2 separate regions of the Pan troglodytes genome follow, and region 2 is linked to region 1. The links are chromatin contacts, called in public HiChIP or PLAC-seq maps. All regions are on one chromosome and are shown on one strand. Each heading gives the region's core, a stretch centred on a gene start, on an enhancer-like site or on the middle of the called end of the contact. The rest is flanking DNA. Distances are from core to core; before and after follow the strand shown. Region 1 holds the start of MTERF1 (mitochondrial transcription termination factor 1). Region 2 holds the start of GATAD1 (GATA zinc finger domain containing 1).

What was found. HiChIP or PLAC-seq counts read pairs in DNA pulled down with a chosen protein or histone mark.
Region 2: a contact with region 1 is called in an H3K4me3 HiChIP or PLAC-seq map of stem cell-derived excitatory neurons, with 5 times the contacts expected there. The contact joins the promoter of GATAD1 here to the promoter of MTERF1 in region 1. A contact is called at or near these places in 1 of 7 Hi-C or Micro-C datasets (stem cell-derived neural progenitor cells) and 1 of 1 datasets of contacts at active chromatin or transcription factors (stem cell-derived excitatory neurons).

What each region holds. Positions count from the first base shown.
Region 1 is chr6:101,256,913-101,263,543 of NHGRI_mPanTro3-v2.0_pri, reverse strand. It overlaps MTERF1 (mitochondrial transcription termination factor 1), which reads left to right and starts at 3,327. Exons shown (of 3, transcript XM_054655956.2): 1 at 3,327-3,397; 2 at 3,941-3,999. The coding sequence starts at 3,971.
Region 2 is chr6:101,819,467-101,826,097 of NHGRI_mPanTro3-v2.0_pri, reverse strand. It overlaps GATAD1 (GATA zinc finger domain containing 1), which reads right to left and starts at 2,521. Exons shown (of 5, transcript XM_001166816.7): 1 at 1,979-2,521; 2 at 1,080-1,205. The coding sequence starts at 2,227.

The sequences.
Region 1 (6,631 bases), core at 2,078-4,577:
CAAAGTGTTAACCTGAGACTCTCTGGGTAACTTTATCTACCACTTTAATTAGCCTTGAACAACTGGGAGACATTTTATGCTTTATGCAAACAAAACAGCTGCAGGCAAGAGAATGGAATAAGGGAGTCCTGGGTAGAGACCTGATGTTCCTCTGAGGGCCCTCAAGTAAGTCACATAGGAAGCTAGCAGGTCTGTCTGTGAAGTTGATGTGGGGGTGGGGCAGGCATTTGTCTACTGAATCCAGGAGTCTGCGGGTGTTGTATCAACTGAAGGTAAGAGTGGGAGGAATGAAGGGCCACTTTCTTTTTGACCTTAATTGGGCTTGCTGAGATTCAAACATGAATGAATGGTCAATTGAGGGGCTGTGGTTTGCCAGAAATCTATTTGCATAAAGCAAGAAGGACACTTCCAGGGCAGAGGAACAGGCACATTTGGCACAGTCAAAAAATTCTTAATTATAAAAGGCAGAGGCACTTCTGAATACAGCACAGATTCTGTCTTCAGACTTGACTTTCAGCCCAGCTTCTGAGTATCTAAGTCCATCCAACGTGTTGGGATTACAGGTGTGAATCACTACACTCAGCCACTTTATTTTTCTTAATTACATCAACTTGGTAGGGACATGGGTCTGCTATGGTCCTGGGGAAGGAGATGGAAGAGGCATGTAGAGGAGAAGACATTCAGGCTGAGAGTAAGACCTGCCACTAGAAATAAGGTCCAGGAAGGCAGGGGCTTTGTCTTGGTTTCCACTACGTCCCCTAACTTGAAAACAGGGCCTGGAATGTGAAGGTGCTGAGAAAATGTTCATTGAATAAACAAATGAAATACAGGCAAAGTATATACAGGTCCTATTGTAAAACATCATAAAGGACGATGAGGCAGTAGTCATTTCTCTTACTGGAGGTAATGACATTTCAAAAATCACTGAAGAAATACAATAAGAAAGAAACCTAATTAATTATACAACATCCTAACCCAACCATTATTACACTTCTATTGTTATACTTTCAGTATTTTATAATATGCAATTAAAATAGATTTATAATCAGAAAATTTCTGACGGGAAATATGGAACTTATTTTCAAAAGAACCAATCTGCCTTTACCAACAAAATATCAGTAAAAACCAACATAGGTGATGTTACCTAAGTAAGTCTGAAATAATTATTGATAGCTAAGTCAACACAACAAAGTATGTGGTATAAATCTTAGAGTTACTGGTAAAGAAAATATAAGACATGCATTCTCTTGCTAGTTCCTACTGTATGGGTTTCAGTGTTCTCATTTGTAAAACGAGAGGGCTGGGGCTCAATAATCTCAAAGGTTATTTTATTTAATTTAATCTCTAAATTTTATTTTACATGCCAATTGTAAAGCAGTTTGTGTGTGTGTATATACAGAATATATAATAATATTAATTCAGACATAGGAGCTCCTTCCATGCAGAAGGAATATAGATTTTAGAAATTCACATTTTAAAAGCCATCTCCAATTTTTTGGGACTAATTTTTACCTGGAGGAATTGCAGTAAGTAGTTTCACTTAATAGATAGACTAATTATTAGTATTTTAAATTCCAAAAGATAAATCTTTATCCTTCTAAACCAACAAAACAGAGAGTTAATTAAAAACAAAGTGACAACAACAACCCAACTAGGAGTAGTCAAAGGGGAAGAGTGATGGTAAAACGTAATTGGTTCATTGGCATAGAAATGGGATAAACAGGCCGGGTGCGGTAGCTCACGCCTGTAATCCCAACACTTTGGGAGGCCGAGGTGGGTGGATCATGAGGTCAGGAGGTCGAGACCATCCTGGCCAACATGGTGAAACCCGGTATCTACTAAAATACAAAAACAAAACAAAACAAACAAACAAACAAAATTGCCGGGCATGGTGGCACGTGCCTGTACTCCCAGCTACTCGGGAGGCTGAGGAAGGGGAATCGCTTGAACCCGGGAGGCAGAGGTTGTAGTGAGCTGAGATCGCGCCATTGCACTCCAGCCTGGCAACAGAGTGAGACTCCGTCTAAAGAAAAAAAAAAAAAAAAAGAAAAGAAAAAGGAAAAAGAAATGGGATAAAGAAAATTCTTTTTCTTTCTTGAGACAAGGTTCACTGCGTCACCCAGGCTAGAGTGTAGTGGCACAATCACGGCTCACTGCAGCCTCAACCTCCCAGGCTCAGGTGATTCTCCCACCTTAGCCTCCCAAGTAGCTGGGACTACAGGCACCTGTGACCACGCCTGGCTAATGTTTGTACTTTTTGTAGAGATGGCGTTTCACCATGTTGGCCAGGCTGGTCTCGAACTCCTGGCCTCAAGCCATCCTCCCGCCTTGGCCTCCCAAAGTGCTGGGATTACAGGCATGAGCCATCGCGCCCGGCCAGAAAATTACATCATTAGGCTCGTACATGGAGGAGTTAGTAATGCCTGAAATTTTTCCTCTTTGTAGAATTCAGGGTCAACCCTGTTGATCCTGTGTTTTTTTAAGGACCAAATCACCATCGTCTCCTGAGGATAACTCGACAGACACAATTAATTCATTAATGTAGATACTATCTTTCTTTTGATGGTCACAGGAGAAGTGCCTTGAATTGAAGCTTTATCTCCTCCATTGTCACCATCACTAGGCAGGTGAGGCTGACAGGACCGAGTGGCTTAAGGCAACGCCTCGGGAGGGAGCAAAAACGCATCCACTGTGGAGATGAGGTTTCGGTTGCCTCCATTCTTTAAATAGCGCAAACCCTCACAATGTCAAAAGAATCATATTTGAATTCGAACTGCAAGTAAGGAAATCGAAGTATACTAGAATTGATTCCCAGCCTGAAGGCGGATGCTGAATTCAGACCAGCAGTGACACTCCAGGATTTCCACGGTAGTTCATTAAAGGAAGAGAATCTGGGACTAAACAGACAAGAGTCTACACCCGCTTATCCTGCACCAAAAAACGCCGAGATGTTCATCGGCATCGCGTTAGTCACATTAGCAGCAGCAATCGCATTATCAAAAACTGCAACACGCATGTAAATAATAGCTACTTTCCCACCACGTGTCGTCGGCCGGCAGTGGATGCCCTCTGTAGGATCCCTATAAGATGCCTTACAGTTCCCCACGGACATCTGCCCAGGCGACTGGGAGTCCCAGGCCCCACCCCACCCTCCAAACCCCTTCTTTGGCGTTCAATACCCCGCGCTCACCGCGGTCTCTTGCTGCCCCCTGCCAGGCCCCTAGCGTCGGGCTACGAAGGGCTGAAGTACCGCCATGAGGGGGCGCAGGACCAACGACATCACCTCTGCGCCGACCCGAGGCCGGAAGTTAGTCTTTTCCACTTCCGCTCCTCCTAGCCGCTCGGGACCCCAGAGGCGGAAGTAAAAGCCAACTACAGCGGATGGGTGCAGTTCAGGGTGAGATTTGGAAGGTGGTGAGGCTGTGCTTTCCTTTCTTTTTGTTAAGAAGTGGGTGTGGGTGACTGCTGTGCAGTGCAGCCCTTTGCAGATTTGTCTTTGGAGGAGGAAGAGGGATGGAAAGAGCCTTCGGTGTGGAATTACCTTGGTTTTGAGTTAAGAAAGACCCACCTGGGTTCGAACCCTAATGCTTCAGCTAGCGAAGGCAGGCTAGTATGGGAGCTCGGCGCTGTTTCAGATTTTGTAATTTTAAGGCTTATGCATACCTTTTAAATTGTTGTGGGGAGTAAAGCGAGACAATATATATGAAGCACTTAGCTTTGGTACAAAACGTATTCGTGATTCCGCTACCTTTTCCCATCATATGTAGGTATGTACTTGCCGTGTTCTTTTCTGTATGTCTGAGAAATGTTGTTTGCAAGAGGTAATGCATCTCACGAGAACATAATGCAACGAGAACGTTAGCTGGGATCTATCTCTTATTTTGTATTAGGAAGGCCTGAAATATTTTGCCTTTTTTGTGTGTGTGTGTGTCATTTCCAGAGATAGCTGTTCTCCAGCCTTTCTGGAGGGATGCAGAGCCTTTCCTTAGGACAAACAAGGTGAGAAATGCATGTAAAGATCTCCAAACTTAGCTTGCTGTATCAAAAGAAGACCAGCTGGAATGTGGTATTTTAGGGTCAGTGATTAGTTATTTCCATTAACAGCCTTTTTAACAGGCCAGTTGTGGGGCAGAGGCGAACGTAAATATTTTTTTAGACAGCTCATACTACAAGCATAGAGATTTTCAGTGTGTTTGTTAAGTTTGAACATTAGCCCTTTGGATAATGGTTTCGGTTAATTAAAAAGTCAATTTGAGAAATAGATCGAAGTCAATTTTTGAATAGGTACCATTTTTGAAATTTGTACGTGAGGAAAGTTGCTAACTTTCTTGTATTAGGCTATTTAGATGTTCATTTACCCTGCTAGATATTATGAGTATTTTGAATGGAGATCCGTTGCTAAGAGTAAAGCATCATGGAGAATTTTGAAGTGTGACTTTTTTGGTACTAGAAACCGAAAAATAGATAAAGATAATTTGTATTTTCCATTGTTTTTCACACCAAAGGCCAGTTTTACTTGTTTAAATTTTTTCGTCTGACTGCAAAGTAACACATATTCATTAAATAAAGTCCCAGTATTTCAGAAGTAGTACATAGCCTCTAATAATCTTTCAGAAATAACTGTCATTCCACTTCCCCCCCTGTATATATTAACGTCCCCCTCCCCGCCTTTAATATACATGGCATTATCCATACTGTTAAGCAGTTTGTCATGTAGAATATCTGACATCTTTTGATTGCAGTAGATCGGCCTTTATTTTTGGCACCTTTGTAGTATATTGCATAGATGTACCACAATTTATTAATTATTCTATTGGTGGCCATTTGGGTTTCTTCTTCTTTGTTATAGCAAATAATGTTATGATGGTCATCCTTTTTCTTTCTTTCTTTTTCTTCTATTTTCTTTTTTTTCATGAGACAGATTCTTGCTCTGTCGCCCAGACTGGAGTGCAGTGGTGCAATCTCAGCTCACTACAACCTCCGCCTCCCAGGTTTAAGCAGTTATTGTGCCTTAGCCACCTGAGTAGCTGGGATTAGAGACATATATCACCATGCCTGGCTAATTTTAGTATTTTTAGTAGAGATGGGGTTTCGTGATGTTGGCCAGGCTGATCTCAAACTCCTGGCCAACATCTCAAAGTGGTGAGATTATAGGTGTGAAGCCACTGTGCTTGGCCTAGTCATCCTTTTTCATAACAAACACATATTGTCTTTTTTTCTTTTTGAGATGGGCTCACTCTGTCATCCAGGCTGGGGTGCAGTGGCTAGATTATGGCTCACTGCAGCCTGGATCTCCTGGGCTCAAGCAGTCCTCCTACCTCAGTCTTCTGAGCAGCTGGGACTATAGGTGTGTGCTGTTACAGTTGGCTAATGTTTTGATTTTTTGTAGAATAAGGGTCTCACTTTGTTGTCCAGGCTGGTCTCAAACTCCTGGGTTTAAGCAATCCTCCCACCTTGGCTTTCCAAAATGCTGGGATTACAGGTGTGAGCCGCTGCCCCTGGCCCTTTTTTTCCCCTTTGGATAATCTCCAAGAAGTGGAAATGCTGAATTAAAGGCTATGAACATTTAAAATTGTGGCAGCTGGTGCCAAATTCTGGTCCATTAACAATATTTGAGAATTTCCTCTGTTTCCTCATATGTTCATTAACAGTCAATATTATTAATTACTGTTTCTAAGTTTAGCTGAGACCACACATGTCATTTTTAGAGTAAATTTACTGCATTTTAGTATTGTAATCAAGACCAAATTTCTAGGTTTAGCTGAGACCACACATGTCATTTTTAGATGTCATTTTTAGAGTAAATTTATTGCATTTTAGTATTGTAATCAAGATCAAATTTCAGTTGCCAGTTGTAAGTCCATTTCAGCTCTTGTTTTCTATAAATAGAAAGCTTAGTTTTAGATTCCTTAGTAATAAATTATCATAAAACAAATGGTTGATTTCAGTGGTTAGTATTTTAAAGTAAGTTAAGGATTTGAGGGAAGATTATATTTGAATGGGACCTTGTCGTATGGATAGGCATCAGGAGGATGGGCCTTTCTAAAAGAAAGAACAACTTAAGCAAAGGTAGGGAGACAGGAATGGGCAAGGATGTTTGGGATCAGAGGTTTGAGAGGCGATAGTGCTAGGTATTGAGGTGGTAGAATAGAAGAGATAGCTAGAAAGGTGGTTAGAAGTAGATGGTAAGGTAGTTAGAACTAACTGAAAAGGTAGCTAGAAAAAGATCACTTTGAAGATTTTGTTTTTTCGGGGAGAGCTACAGAAGGTCTTTAATCAGAGAATGAGGGACATAATCACATCATTTTACAAATGTCAGTATGGTGGCAGTTTTGAGTGATGGATGTCAGAGAAGCACATCAGGTGGCTGTTACAGGCTGGGTAAAAGAGAATGAAGACTTGTAACAGAATGAGAATTACAAAGAGTAGCGAGGTTGGATTTCAGAGAGATGCCAAAGAAGTTGAGTCTACGTGATTTGATGACTGGAGTTGAGGAAGAGGAAGAAAGCAAAGCTCACTTTTAGATTTTTATCACAAATGACTCTTAGATAGTGATTGTGATAATGATATCTTTAGTCAGAAGAGGGCAAATTTGGGGACTGGCAAAGATACTCAAGTTTGGGGCATGTTA
Region 2 (6,631 bases), core at 1,272-3,771, 560 kb before region 1:
TAAAAATCTTAAATAAATTAGAAGCAACTACTCTGAATAAGAAAATACTTTGGGGAAGGGAACATCACACACTGGGGCCTGTCGGAGATGGGGGGCAAGGGGAGGGAGAGCATTAGGACAAATATCTAATGCATGTGGGGCTTAAAACCTAGATGATGGGTTGATAGGTGCAGCAAACCACCATGGCACGTATACCTATGTAACAAACCTGCACATTCTGCACATGTATCCCAGAACTTAAAGTAAAATTTAAAAAAATTCATTAAATTAAATTAAAAAAAAAGAAAATAGTCTGCCATCTGCATAAGTCTACTGCAGGGTCCCTTTGTGTTTTAGAAATAAATATGGCCAACTTCAGAAACGTCTTTACGGGTAAGTGAAACATTCCTGTTCTGAAAGAAAAGAATATCATACTGAGACTTAAAAAAATAGTTCATAATGCACTGTCCACTGTGTTTGAACATTATCCCTTGTTTATAAAAACTGAGAATTTAATTGCAATAAAAATATGCTTTCAACTACTTCCAGCACAGGTCTTTCAACAATCTCTTTTCTTAGAGCAGAAGAGGAGATAAGGCTTAGCAAAATTTTTGACTCATATTCATCAAATACATCATCATCATAAGTCAGTAAGATACATTTTCTGGGGCTTTAATAACAAATAAATATGCAAATGATGAGTTCTAGTGTTAATATTTACTTAGATTTTTAAAGAATGAAAAAAAAAAGTTTTCTTAGTGTACCTGGCCATATCAAGAACCATAATCTCTCCTCTTCCTTTCCATAGAGAACCCCAAAAAATGGGCTCAAGGTTGATGTTTCTTTTAAACCCATATTTTATATTTTCCAGGGGAAAAAATAAAAGCTAAAAAAAAAAAAGGAAAGAGTATTATTAACTTTATAAACAGTGAGCCTCCTGCAACAGAGCTCATTCCGTTTTGGGGAATGTGGACCATTCCCCAGAATACTAAGGAAGGGCTACCAAGGGCAGAGTCCAAGTTCAATGGTGAGAAATGAAGGCAGTGGCAGGATACACACAACGTCATTACAGTAAAAGGCACTGTCCACAAATATCTTACATTTTTCAATTTAAATATATGTCTTCTCCCTTTTCCTTTGGTGGAGACTTTCTTTTCAGCAGCCGGAGCAGATTTGTATTTAGTGTTTCTGAGCCGAGCAGACCTCCTGTGAATTTCCTGCTTACTCTGTTACACAAACAAATTAAAGAACAAAAAGAGAAAGAAGTAAAAAGTGCATAAAGGTTGCAATACAATCATCTTACAAGGATCCCAGAGTATGTACTTTATAAGAGCATTTAACAATTAAGATTGCGCTTTTGCTTTTCAAGAGAAGTAATTACAGCAACTAGGCTAAGTAAAACCGGAAGTTTAGCACCCGGAATCTCGGAGCTCGCTGGACAGGCGTCTCCAGAGCCTCCAAAAGGTGTGAGCTGCTTGTAATAGGGCAGGAGGCGGGAGTAGGAGTCAGTCTTGACCAAGACAAACACTATTCATTTGTTGTGTCTACAATAGAGAAAAACACTTAACAACTTTACTCCCTAAGGCCAGAGAACGTAGTAGGTTATGGCGCCCCCTGCAACGGAATACTTAAGCTGCCATTTACAATAATGACATAATAATCTTACTTCATAACCTGATATGACAAAACCTTTAACAAGGAATGAGGTCCAGCGCCTGCATTTGTGGCATGACACTGTAAACGACTGTGTAGACATGTGTATATTGAGATTTTCTTAAGGGCTTTACATCTTGGTTCTTATTGCTTTGAATTTCTTACAATAACAGGTGCTTGGGAATGGGCCAAACGAAAGATCTCAGTAGGAGGTGGGGAGGGGCGTTCCAGCCAGCAGGAGCACGGCGATCCGGGAAGCCCGCGCCCGCCCGCTCCCAGCCAGCCCGTCCCCGCCCGCCTAGCACCTGGTCGGCCTCCGCCGGCGGGAGGGGCCGGAGGAGCTCACCTGCTTGCCGCCCCCGCCCCCGTTGCTCTGCGGAGGGGTGGCGGAGGTGCTGGCGAAGGTCGCCGCGCCGAAGCCGCCGCCGCCGCTGCCCCCAGTCCCTCCAGCCGCCCCCGAGCCTGCGCCCCCGCTGCCCGCGCCGCCCCGGCCAGTGCAATGATGGCAGAGGATCTCCCCCTGCGCTCCCTTCTTCCACATGGAGGACGACGTGGTCTTGCATACGCTGCAGGTGGGCTTCAGGCCCAGCGGCATGGTGGCCGGCTCGGGCGGCCCCCGCGGGCGCAGAGACACGGGAATGGCGGACGGTAGCCCGGCCGCCCCCTGGTCGGCCCGCCACTCCCGGCGATAGGAAGAGCGGTGAGGGCGTCGGCACCGAGCTGCCGGTGAAAGGACCAGGCCGCTGGCGCTGCCCCGTGGAGGCGGGAAGCAGGTTCCGCCGGCTCCGCTGGCGGAGGCCAGGATTCCCTGGCCCGAGGCACTGGGAAGCAGGACTGGGAAAGGGATCTGGCCGGGCGGGGGGACGCGGAGACTTCCGGCGGTGAGCTGGCCCCAGGGCCCCGCGCCCGACCGCCTGACCGGAAGTGCAGCACCCGGAATTACTGGGAGCTTGCTGCAGTTCCGCTTGCTGTCGCCTAGGGGCAGGGTTCTCAAACTTTTTGGTCTCAGGCCTAGAATTTGCCGGGTAAAATACAGGACGCCCAATTAAATGTGACTTTCAGGTAAACGACGAACAATTTTTTTAGCGTGAGTGTATCCCATGCAATAATGGTTTATCCGAGAGGCGTTTAACTGGGGGTCCTGTATTTTTATGTGCTAAATCTGGCAATCCAGGTCTGGCGTGGTGGCTCACGCCTGCAATCCCAGCAGTTTGGGAGACCAAGGCCGGCGGATTACTTGAGCTCAGGAGTTCGAGATCAGCCTGGCCAACGTGGTGAAACCCCTTCTCTACTAAAAATACAAAAATTAGCCGGGCTCAGTGGCGGGCTCTGGGGTAATCCCAGCTACCCTGGAGGCTGCAGCAGAAGAATCTCTTGAGCGCGGGAGATGGAGGCTGCAGTGAGCCAAGATCGCGCCATTGCACTCCAGCCTGGGGGATAGAGTGAGACTCCGTCTCAAAAAAAAAAAAAAAAAAAATCTGGCAATCTTACTTAGGAATCCTTTACACTCTTAAAAATTATAATTTGGACATCGCCCTACACCTCCCCCATGTCTGTACTTTTGTTTAGTTGAATTCAGAGCATGCCATTTACGGACATCGACAAAGGGTTCAGAAAATGCCATCCACTGACATCTATGTATTAGAAATTGAAATTGAGACATTTTACAGCCTAAGATGTCAAGCGCACATTCTTCAGCCTTTGGATAATATCGTTGCAAGTCCTGTGGACTCTGAAAAGTATACAGATTAGAGAATGCGGAGAAAATCGAATAGCTGGCTGTTATTCAATTCAAAATTGTTGGAAAACAGTTTTGGCTCTGAGGACCCAGCAGTTGACAAACAGCAGGCCTGGGACAAGAGCAGTATGAGAAGTCAGATCGCCTCTTTTAATGTCACTAGTCAGTACAGGCCTCGCCAGACAAGTCTCTCCTCAGCCTCACTTGGAAGAACATGCCCTCTCTTCATGATCCTGGGTTTCCTAGACTTAGTATCCTTGGAAAGGTCTTGATGAATATATTGTGGTGGGAAGCAGTGGGGAGAAACAAACGCCTATTATGTCACAAAACCACATTTAGTGCTTATAACAACCTTGGAATGAGATATTATCAGATTTTACTGTTAATTGGTGATCAACGGAGGCACTTCTATGTGGACTGGCTGTCATTATAGCTGCTGCCCTTGGCACCAATTTCGAGGAGGGCTTTGGAACAGCCCTCTGGGGTGTGGGTTGTGGCTCAGTCACCTCCCCTCTAAATCTCAGTTTCCTTAACAGTAAAAATAAGTTTCCAGGACTGTTATGGGGATTAGGGCCAACTGTAAAAGTGGCTGAGGAGACTAGGTAAAGAGTGTTGTCTCATTTTAGAACAATGCTGAAGGTGTTTAGAGCCTGCCATCCTAAAATATGCCACTTTGGCATACTGATTCTTCTGAGCCAGAGGCAATGGAGCAAAAACAGATGCAGGGAAGGCTGTCTGACCACCCTCTTTCTGTTTGAAGCGGAACATAAAAGTTCCCTTGTGAAAGGTGCCCTTTCTGTACCAGGAAGAGGAGAATATTATTGCCAGAGGCAGAGTTGCCACTGAGAAGAATCTACAAACAAAACCTTACAAAAATTTGTAACCCATATTTTCCATTAACTTTCTACATACGGTTCTTCGTCACTTTCCCACAATTTGCCAGCCTTAGCCCAAGCCCCTTTGTCTTGTCACATCCCTGCAATTTATTATTTTTTGTTTAAAAGGACATATAAGCTTTCGAGCCTAGTAGCTTCTATGGGTCTTTATTTTTCTTACAAAGGCTCCTGTGCATGTACAAAAATATTAAAACTTTTATGCCTTTTCCAGTAAATCTGTCTTATGTTAGTTTAATTCCCATGCCCAGCTACAGAACCAAAGAGGTGAGAAGAGGCCAGGCATAGTGGCTCATGCCTGTAATCCCAACACTTTGGGAGGCTGAGGCAGGTGGATCACCTGAGGTCAGGAGTTCAAGACCAGCCTGGCCAACATAGCGAAACCCCATCTCTACTAAAATTACAAAAAATTAGCTGTGTGTAGTGGCAGGCACCTGTAATCCCAGCTACTCGGGAGGCTGAGGCGGGAGAATTGCTTGAACCTGGGAGGCAGAGGTTGCAGCCTGGGCGACAGAGCGAGAGACTCCATAAAAAAAAAAAAAAAAGGTGAGGAGGAAGTTTCTCCTCACCTACAGTGTGAGGAAATCTAGGCACTTGATTTCCATGCTCCTGAATGTCTCTCCATTTGGGAACATACACCTCTCCTTGCAACTCATCTGCAAGTGACTCCCTCTCATTCACTGAAAACTTTGGCCCATAACTCACCAGCTTCCTCTCCACTACAAGACACTGCCATGGATCAGGTCAATATCCACATGTACAGTTGTCCCTCAGTATCCATGGAGGATTGATTCCAGGACTCCCGATGATACCAAAATCCACAATCCATAAATGCTCAAGTCCCTTATATAAAATGGCATAGAATTTGCATATAACCTATGCGCACCCTCCTGTGTGCTTTAAATCATCTCTAGATTACTTATACCAAATATGAAATAAATGCTATATAAATAGTTCCTATACTGTATTGGTTTATTAGTATTGTCATATTGTTCATATTTATATTTATCTATTTTTGAGAATATTTTCGGTCTGTGGTTGGTTGAGTTTGTGGATGTGGAACCCGTGGATGTGGAACCCATGGCTGTGGAGGGCCAACTGAAGCCCAACAGCAGGCTTCTCAACTCCTCCTCATCCCACTCATCTTCATCCTCTGTCCTTGTCAGCTCCCCAGTCCCTGGCTGCTGTATCCTCTAATCTTCTTAGATCATTAGGAAGATTTACATTTTTCTCCTTGCAAGTCCTTTTTTTTTTTTTTGGAAATCGTGCTTCCTTTTGAGTACTTAATTCACACTGTTTCCTCTCTTGGATGCTACTATGGTAACAGTCAGGTCCTCACCTCTCAAGAACATTGCATCTGACCAGACTGAGAGCCAGCGTGAAAGCCAGCCTGAACATGGGCCCCAAATCAGGGTTTTTGGAATCACAAGGAACAGCAAAAACCAGCCTTTCCCTTCACTTAGAAAGGGACTGTGAATAGGAGGGCCCCAGTCTCCACCATCCAAACAGAAAACCAAGAGCTCAGTGCCAACATGGAAACCAAAATGTATCAGGAATGAAGTACAGTACCCCCTCACATACTCAAGGTCAAGATGGGTTTGGGGAAATACCTATCTGACCATCTGGCCTCTTCTAGTAGGCATGGCCCCACACCAGCATTTTTAAAAGAAGATGTTTTCATTCTTCTTACATTTCCTAAAGGGGTATAAAATCTACTAAAAGGGATATAATAACTCAGAGTAAATGAGCTCACAAGAATCATTCCTGGATAATCATTTTTGGTTGCTGAGATTATTTAGCACATTACTTCAAAGTGGCAAAATTCAGGGCAATCTGAGAAAAGAGAATTAAAAAGTGGTGGCCACATTTGCTGACATGTTTATGTAGGACGCACATAACACAACTCCCATTTTTTTCAGTGTGTATGTCAAGAGGCCAAGACCCCGATCATCAAAATAAGTTATTTTGTGCATTACAGTGCACAGGACAACAGAGGGAATAACACTTTCTTGGAAGGTGTTGTGGGAATTCAGGGACCCCAAACGGAGGGACCGGCTGGAGCTGTGGCAGAGGAACATAAATTGTGAAGATTTCATGGACATTTATCAGTTCCTAAATAATACTTTTATAATTTCTCATGCCTGTCTTTAATCTCTTAATCCTGTTGTCTTCGTAAACTGAGGATGTGCATCACCTAAGGACCACTGTGATAATTGTGTTAACTGTACATATTGATTGTAAAGCATGTGTGTTTGAACAATGTGAAATCAGTGCACTTTGAAAAGAAACAGAATAACAGCGATTTTTAGGGAACAAGGGAAGACAACCATAAAGTCTGACTGCCTGCGGGGTCAGGCAAAGATCCATA